2 separate regions of the Zea mays genome follow, and region 2 is linked to region 1. The links are chromatin contacts, called in public Hi-C maps. All regions are on one chromosome and are shown on one strand. The core of a region is the stretch at or near the end of the contact, and the rest is flanking DNA. Distances in the headings are between cores, read along the strand shown. Region 1 holds the start of LOC100275864. Region 2 holds the start of LOC100191683.

Region 1 (3,855 bases), core at 706-3,205:
CAGTTTCTTGCATGGAAATGGAGATCAGCAAAATGATCATATAAACCCTGAATATTCTGCCTGCGATGCTCGTCAGAATGTAAAACGATGCCACTTGGTTACAGTAGACATCATCTCAATTTGCAATGCATTCAGGCTTAAATCAACATCATCTCCACATCATGTTCTTGGACCAGTGCACCCCCATCACATCTTGATTTTATATCACAATCGGTTCCATGTAGGCATATGCGTCGTGTCAGCATTCCAGCCAATGTTTCCATAGTTTAAGTGCTCGTCTAATCAGCACTTTTAGATTATTATGCCACATGAATGATCCTGACTGGCTTCTGTTTCCATTGCAATTATGGGTCAACTCTGAACTGCAACGTTTTCTTTTTCTGATAAAAAGGCTGGAGATTTGTATCCCGATCCGATTTCTGATCTCAGATCCAGGCTTTCCGGCCATATCCCCTTCCTTTTTTTTCCTTGCAAGAGCATTTTTTTCTTGGCCGTCACCATTCACAAGCATCTTAGGACCTAATCATGAACAACTATGAACTGATTACAGATTGTAATTGTACAAATGGTACTTGTCTCATTATCTGTATGATAAGGCTGCCATGCAAGTCCTGACGGTGACAGGTGGCGAATTCTATTTTACTGTTACAAGCATTTTATTGTATTTATTAGAAAAGCTCAGGATATGGTTGCTATTGTTAAAAAAATTAGGTATTTTTATGCTTAATTTAATCTAGAAAAACAGTAGTGAAAGGATTAAGATGCACATTAGAGCGGTGAATTGGATTTTTCTAAAATTTTCTTGCATAAATTTCATCTAAAAAACAACGGTGAAAGGATTAAGATGCATAGGGGGTGGATTGGATTTATCTAATTTTTTTTGCACAAATTAAAGTCTATCATGAAAACCACCTAATAATATAAATACTTGAATGTAATATGCAAACTTGTGTACGTATGTGCATATATCATGTTATATTTTTATATTATTATAGTATTGATAAATTGCTCGGCTTTCCCATATATCGTAATTCTGGCTCTATGTTTGCAAGGTCCAAGTCACAGGTGCACACGATATGCTTCCATTCCACTAGTAGAGGTTAGACTCTCGTCAGTAGAGTGTGAAAATATGGGATGCGGAACGGTGGATACTGTTTATAGAGAAAAGTTTGAATTAGTGGATAAGATAGGGAATGAAATAGAGGATCTGATGGAAATAGATTAAAAATAACATTGTTATAAGCATCATCCTGATCCTAATCTCGTTTTATCAACTTCTAAAAGACCGTGTGGATCTAATCTTCAGATTGTTAATCCGTACTGACTTCTAATGCTTCTACAATATTTTTTACTATGAATTACAATTACAGCAATTCAAGCTTTCATCCGAAACGAACAACCTTCTTAGTTTATCACGAGTAGATACTAGAAGAACCGAATGAAAACTAATTTTAAAATCAATTGCATAAACAGTAACTAATTGACGAGACGAATCTATTAATTCCATTTAAGTCGCCATTGCGGTAAATATAAGGTAATAAGAAGCTGCTTGTGGTTAACAGATTTATCTCACTAATTAATCATTGTTTATATAATTATATGATACTCCCTTGCGTTCATAAATATGACACCGTTGTTTTTTTTAAAAAAAACTTTGACTTTTTGAAAAATTAATGAGTTAATAATTATTTTTTGTGATTTGTTTTGTCGTAGATTTGTGTTTAACTTAAAATTTTACATTTTTAAATAAATATTTTGAATAAGAGGAGTGATTAAAGTTTTTTTGATAAAAATAAACGGTGTCATATTTATGAACGGAGATGGTATGTTTTAAAATTAGTTCACATTTATTTTTCTGATTAATATCTAACAGTAATGCTATTTTATAGGAGACGGGTGAAAAACGCCCTGAATCCTAATCCCTATCTAGAGGCCCCACGGTTTCCCGCACAACAGAGCGCTTCCAATTCTTTTTCTTCCCTCCGGTCGTCTTCTCCCTCCCCTGCCCCAATTCCCCAACACAGCGCAAGGGCCAGACGCCCAGAACCAGACGAGCACGGACGGACCTCCGCAGGCCGCATCCCTCCACGTGCACGAGTTCCGAGGCGCCCCTTCGATCCGCCCGGCCCGGCCCTCTCCACCGCGCGCGCGCGTCCGTCGCTAGCGTTTGGCCGTCTCCCTCTTGAGCCCCGAGTACCCCCACGACGCGGCAAGGAACCTCGCCATGAGGGTCCACCCGGCTCCGCGGAAGCGCACCATCGCCGTGCAGCGCTGCGCCACGGCGGCGGCGGCGGCGGCGGCGGGCGCACTCGGCGGGAAGAAGCTGCGCCGCCTGCCGCACATCTTCGCCAAGGTGCTGGAGCTCCCCTTCGCGGCCGACGCGGACGTGTCCGTCGAGGAGGACGCGGCGGCGCTGCGGTTCGTCGCCGCGGCCGTCGACGGGGTCTCCCCCGATGGCGCCCGCGCTCACGCCGTCGAGATCCACCCGGGGGTCACCAAGGTCGTCGTCCGGGGCCTCTCCCCCGCCGACGGCGGCGGCGGGGTCGACGACGATGGGGCCGCCGCTTTCGAGCTCGACCGCTGGCGCTTCCGCCTCCCGCCCTGCACGCGCCCTGCCATGGCCACGGCCACCTACTCCCAGGGCGAGCTCGTCGTCACTGTCCCCAAGGGCGCCGGCCCCGACGACGCGGCCGCTGTCCTCGGTGGCACGGAGCGCGTCCTCGTGCTTGTATAGTATATCTACATGTCCCGTCCATGACTCATCTCCACTGCTTTGCTGATTCGCCTGTTTCTATTCCTACTACTATACTAATACCAAATATTTATTTATATGACGCGCGAGATGATGATAAACGATGCACTTAGAGTAGTAGTAATAATAATAATGCCTGTGGATCCGCCCTTGCTGCTAATTCTCTGAGCGTGTGCACTTGGTCAGGAGTTTCTTCCACCCAGCTTCAATACAACACCTTTGGCAAGCAGTTCATCTGTTTGTGAACCATGCATGTACATCATCACCTGCCGTGCTGAATGGATGGACATGATTGTGTTGTGATTTGGAGGTCAATCAAATTTTGTTTTTTGTTATCATCCCGTTGTCTGTGTCTCAAGCCTGGGCACTTAGGTCACAATCTTGATGTGTATTTATCTATATTCTCGTCAATTTCTCTTTTGTAATAATGCCTGTCAGTCAATCACCAATCCCACCCGAAGAACACATCTAGGAGTAGAGTTTGTTTTGCACGCACCATAACAGAAAAAACAAATATTCTTTTAGGCTCCATACAATAATTGCATCCTCAGGGGGGTGGGGGATGCCATGGAGAGCGCATCCAATCAAAATGTTTGAGCATCGTATATTGGTCTACATTTCCTTGTCAACTTTATTATCCTAGTTCATATCTACTTGCCTTTTTATCACATATCTTTTGCTTTCCAAAGATGCCCCCCAGCTTGCTTGCCAAACTAGCTAACTTCTCCTCCTCCTCCTGGTGAATCCCTTTCGTTTAGGTGATTGGAGGAGCCTTGGAGAAGGATTCCTGAACGAGAAGGTGATTGGAGGATTATTTTCTCTTTTTTCTGGGTAAAAAGTAGCTAGGCATTCTGGTGCTCCAAAATATTAGGTCTTTAAAAAAAACTGGTTAAAAGTAACCGCTAACTAGGCTGTGATGCTCCTACGTCGCTGGCACTTTGCAGCTGCTAAAGCATTTGCAAAGAAGATACACGCATCGCCCTTCTCCTTTTCTCTCTCCTATGTAGAAACATTTGGAGGTGGGGGGAGGACGAATTTTTTGCATTTTCTCGGAAAAAAATCACGTTTGGACACTAGAAAATTTTAATGTCATTTTTGGACCG
Region 2 (3,855 bases), core at 683-3,182, 840 kb after region 1:
TTCTTAAGCCACAATCCAGTCAAAGGTCAACATCGCAATAAGGAAAAGGACAGGCAAGAGGTGTTTGTATTATAAATGACCAATTCCACAAGATGGTGATATTCCAATTGCTTCTGACTCAGACAAGCATATCATAAAGCCACTAACAACTACAACTTGGTCGTACAGATAGACTAGCCAAATGCGCACATGGGTTGCCATCACATGCTACTTGAGTTTTCTCTATAATCTTTACCACCCCCCCCCCCCCCCCCCCAAAAAAAAAAAACTCTCCCCAAAAGCATCCTGCTATGGCATACTACACGCCAGTTGCATTGCACAACCCAAAAGTGAATTCCACATTGCCAGAACAATCTGCGCCTGACGTGATATTGCTAATTTAGGCAAGCCAGTGAATAAAGCAATTGAGACAAGCATAACACATAACCATCAAACACCTACAAATTTGGCTGTGCACATCACATAGGCTGCCAGGGCAAGTTCCCAGAAATTTCTGTGTAACCATGGCATGGCATTTTAAACTGATGCTGCCGATTTAGACAAGCAGGCACACAAAGCAGCCATGGGAGATGGTAGCCAAAACAACTGAACAATGAAGCCACAAAGACAAAGATGGTTACCACTGGTGAAGGCACATGTCATGCCCACAGCAAAGCTGATGGCAACGGTGAAGAGGCCGAGCAGGATCAGGTTGACTGGGTGCTTCTCGTGGTAGAAGTACAGCGGGCACAGCACTGCACACCGAAGAAAATTGAACGGCCATGTTCAGCCTTGAATCATCAATCCAAGTAATTAGACACCCAGTTCAATCCAAATAACACGCAATTAGGACAGGTGGGGGTGGGGGGAAGGGCCCTTCTGCTAAACACAAAAAAAAAACACGGTTGACAACCCACCCACCGAAAAACACTCTTGCCACAACGCCACGGTACCTAAACGTGCACGGATGAGATCACGCAAGGCTCCTCCAGTTTCACATTGACAGAGGCCCTCCAAACTTTACCTAATCGGCCAACAACACCTCGCAGAATTTCGCTGCCAGGACTAGCAGGCTTCGCAGTATTAGGACACGGGCATCAGAATCTGATTCTAACTGCAACCTTGAAGCAATGCACAGAATATATTCGACAGAATTACAGAAATACCGTCTCGATTCTCCAACCCCAACTGCCTCCCCGTGCACCCGATCGGAAAAAGAGAACCCCCAAAAAAATAATTCAGGAGTTACCAGTTGATCGAACTCTAACCACACCGAATGCTGCGATTCAAATATCGCAACCGCAATCCACATCCAAATTGTTAACAGCGATCGACAAGCACCCGGCAGTCGGCATTTTGCGGAAGAGAAGCGAAGTGTTCGCATGAACACCCTTCGTTCGAACCCCTACTCTAGTGCTTCCCCCCACCGATCCGAACGAGAGAGAGAGAATCCTCGGAGTAACAACTAAAGCCAGAGAGGGAGATGGATGGTTGAGGGCGGCTGCGGACTCACCGATAAAGGGGAGGATGATGAGGAAGATGTAGAGGCCGAGGCCGGCGCTGGTGGTGGTGAAGAAGTGCGGGATGGCGCGGACCTTGACGACGACTGCGGCGACGACGGCGGTGAGGAGCAGCTGGAGGGAGAGAATGACGTAGATCTTGCGGATGAGCGCCCAGCGCAGCTCGGGGCTCTCCTGCATCCCCGGGTAGAGCTGGCGCGCGCCGCCCGTGGCGGCGGCGCCCGATGTCCCCGCCTCGACGTCGAGGCCCTTCTGGTACCCGAACATTCTGGCGCCTCGGCCGACGGTAACGGCGGCGGCGAAGGCCTCCTCCTCTCTCTCTCCGGGAGGTTGGGCGGGTGGTGCTGGCGCTAGGGCTAGGTAGGGTCTCACGAGTGGGGGCGGAGGCGTGGAGAAGGGAAGGGAGAGACTAGAGAGAGTGAACGGCGTAGAAGAAGAGGAGCGCGGCGCCTCCTTTTTGGACAGAGGAGAGCAAGATGAATAGATATGATGCTGGGGCTGGGATGGAATTGGTGGCCTCTGCGGAGATGAAGACGTCGTGTTGTAGTTACTAAAGACGTTTGCACCACCGGACTGACTGATGGGTCCGGATCCGTGGTACCCACATGTTATTTGGAAGCGTTCAGGTCAATGCGCGTGAGAATGGTTGATGGTTCGAATGGACGCATGTGCAAGAGTCGCGGTCGCGTGGACTTGTAAGGCCGGGTCATCTGGCATGCGGGGCCTCCACTCAGGTTATCCTGGGCCTACGTCACCAGGCTGGAACCTTTGGGCTTGGCGTGTGCCCGCCTGCCCGGTCGACTGGTCCAGGTCAGGCACGGACGCCTATTCGCTTATTCCTACTCCATCCGTTCCATCTAACCAAGGTGCCGTTTGGTTCACATATTTGTAACGTAATGGATAACTGATAACGTTAAATCATGTTTGTTTTAGTCCAACCGTAATCAGATACCACACTAAAAATTGATACTAGCCTATTCAAACTTGTTACCACCTGTAATCGAGCGTAAACCATTATCATTACCATTTGCGTTACATTTTTTGAACCAAACAACACCTAACTCTGAGTTGGTTCAAATACCAATAAGGCAATATATATATATATATATATATATATATTTATTCTTCTATATACCACTAACCTATACGTATATATAGAGAGCGTATATATAGAGAGCACCTGACTTATATTGAGGGATTAGAATAAAAATTAGTTATACCTTATATTCTGGGACACCTTATATTCTAGGACGGATAGAGTACCAAGATAGCAAGCTGCGTGGGAGTAGAATTGGTTGAAGACTAGACACTGGATAGCGGGCTGCTAGACGTGTATTATATAATGCTTCCGTACGAATTTGTTACTCCCTCCATTGTTTTTTATTTGTCGTGTTTTAGTTCAAAACTAAACTAGCAGGTGACAAATAGTCTAGAATGAAGGCAGTGTATTGACTTTTTTATTACAAGTTTTGTTTATTATCAAAAATATTTTACATATGATTTAATTTTTTTATTTTTTATGATTTTTTTGAATAAGACGAATGGTCAAAATTAGGGTTCAAAAGGTCAAATAAATTATATTTTGAAACAGAGGGAGTATATGGTTGTTAGAAATATGTACAGCTCTGCTTAGTTGGGTCTGATGTCGTGGCTAAGGTAGAGTGATCAGTTCAATTGGTCGATATCGATCCCCTGTGTTAGAGAATGGATTGATATGGATTGTCTGTTATCACATTACAACTTGTAATTAGTTTATGATAGCAAAGTCTAGTAAATAAAAAAAATTGGTCAAACAATTCAATATTCTTCCTCGTGAAAAAAATGTGTGTATGCATGGGTACGACCATGGATACCTAGGGCAGGCCTCGACATGGCCCGGGCCAATGCCCCACCTAGACCGGGCATGGGTGCTATGGGTTAGGGGACGGAGAGTGAGACGAGATAGACGTGATACGGTAGTGTTTAGTTTAAAATAGGAGATAAAATAGAAAAGTTATTGGAGATAGCCTTATCCGGGTGCTCGAAAAAAAGCCCTTCGAAGTGAGGGATAGGAAAACGCTGAAGGATAACCACATGTAGCGATGGTAGTTTTTTAAACTCCGTCAAACTTAATTTGGTGAGCTTTTGAGGACCGTTTGTTTATAATTATAATATACTCAGACTATATAATCTTAAATTATATGATAGTTTAAAATAAGTTACATTTTATAATTTAAATAGATTATAATTGGAAACAAACATGCATGACGGTTTTCTTCCCCTGTGCCGGAGTCACAGATATGGCCGGCCGGCCGTTGGTCGTCGCTCGGATTTGGGCCCTGTTGGGCTCAATTATCCCAGCTTCAGAATTGCATGG

Evidence for each region. A called contact is a pair of places that touch in the nucleus more often than the background predicts.
Region 2: a Hi-C map of ear shows a contact between it and region 1, with 2.2 times the contacts expected there. The contact joins the promoter of LOC100191683 here to the promoter of LOC100275864 in region 1. A contact is called at or near these places in 2 of 25 Hi-C or Micro-C datasets (bundle sheath and ear).

What each region holds. Positions count from the first base shown.
Region 1 is chr7:8,858,468-8,862,322 of Zm-B73-REFERENCE-NAM-5.0, forward strand. It overlaps LOC100275864, which reads left to right and starts at 1,956. Exons shown (of 1, transcript NM_001149833.1): 1 at 1,956-2,831. The coding sequence starts at 2,225. The coding sequence ends at 2,734.
Region 2 is chr7:9,702,397-9,706,251 of Zm-B73-REFERENCE-NAM-5.0, forward strand. LOC100191683 reads right to left here and starts at 1,933. Exons shown (of 4, transcript NM_001137112.1): 1 at 1,493-1,933; 2 at 621-734. The coding sequence starts at 1,766.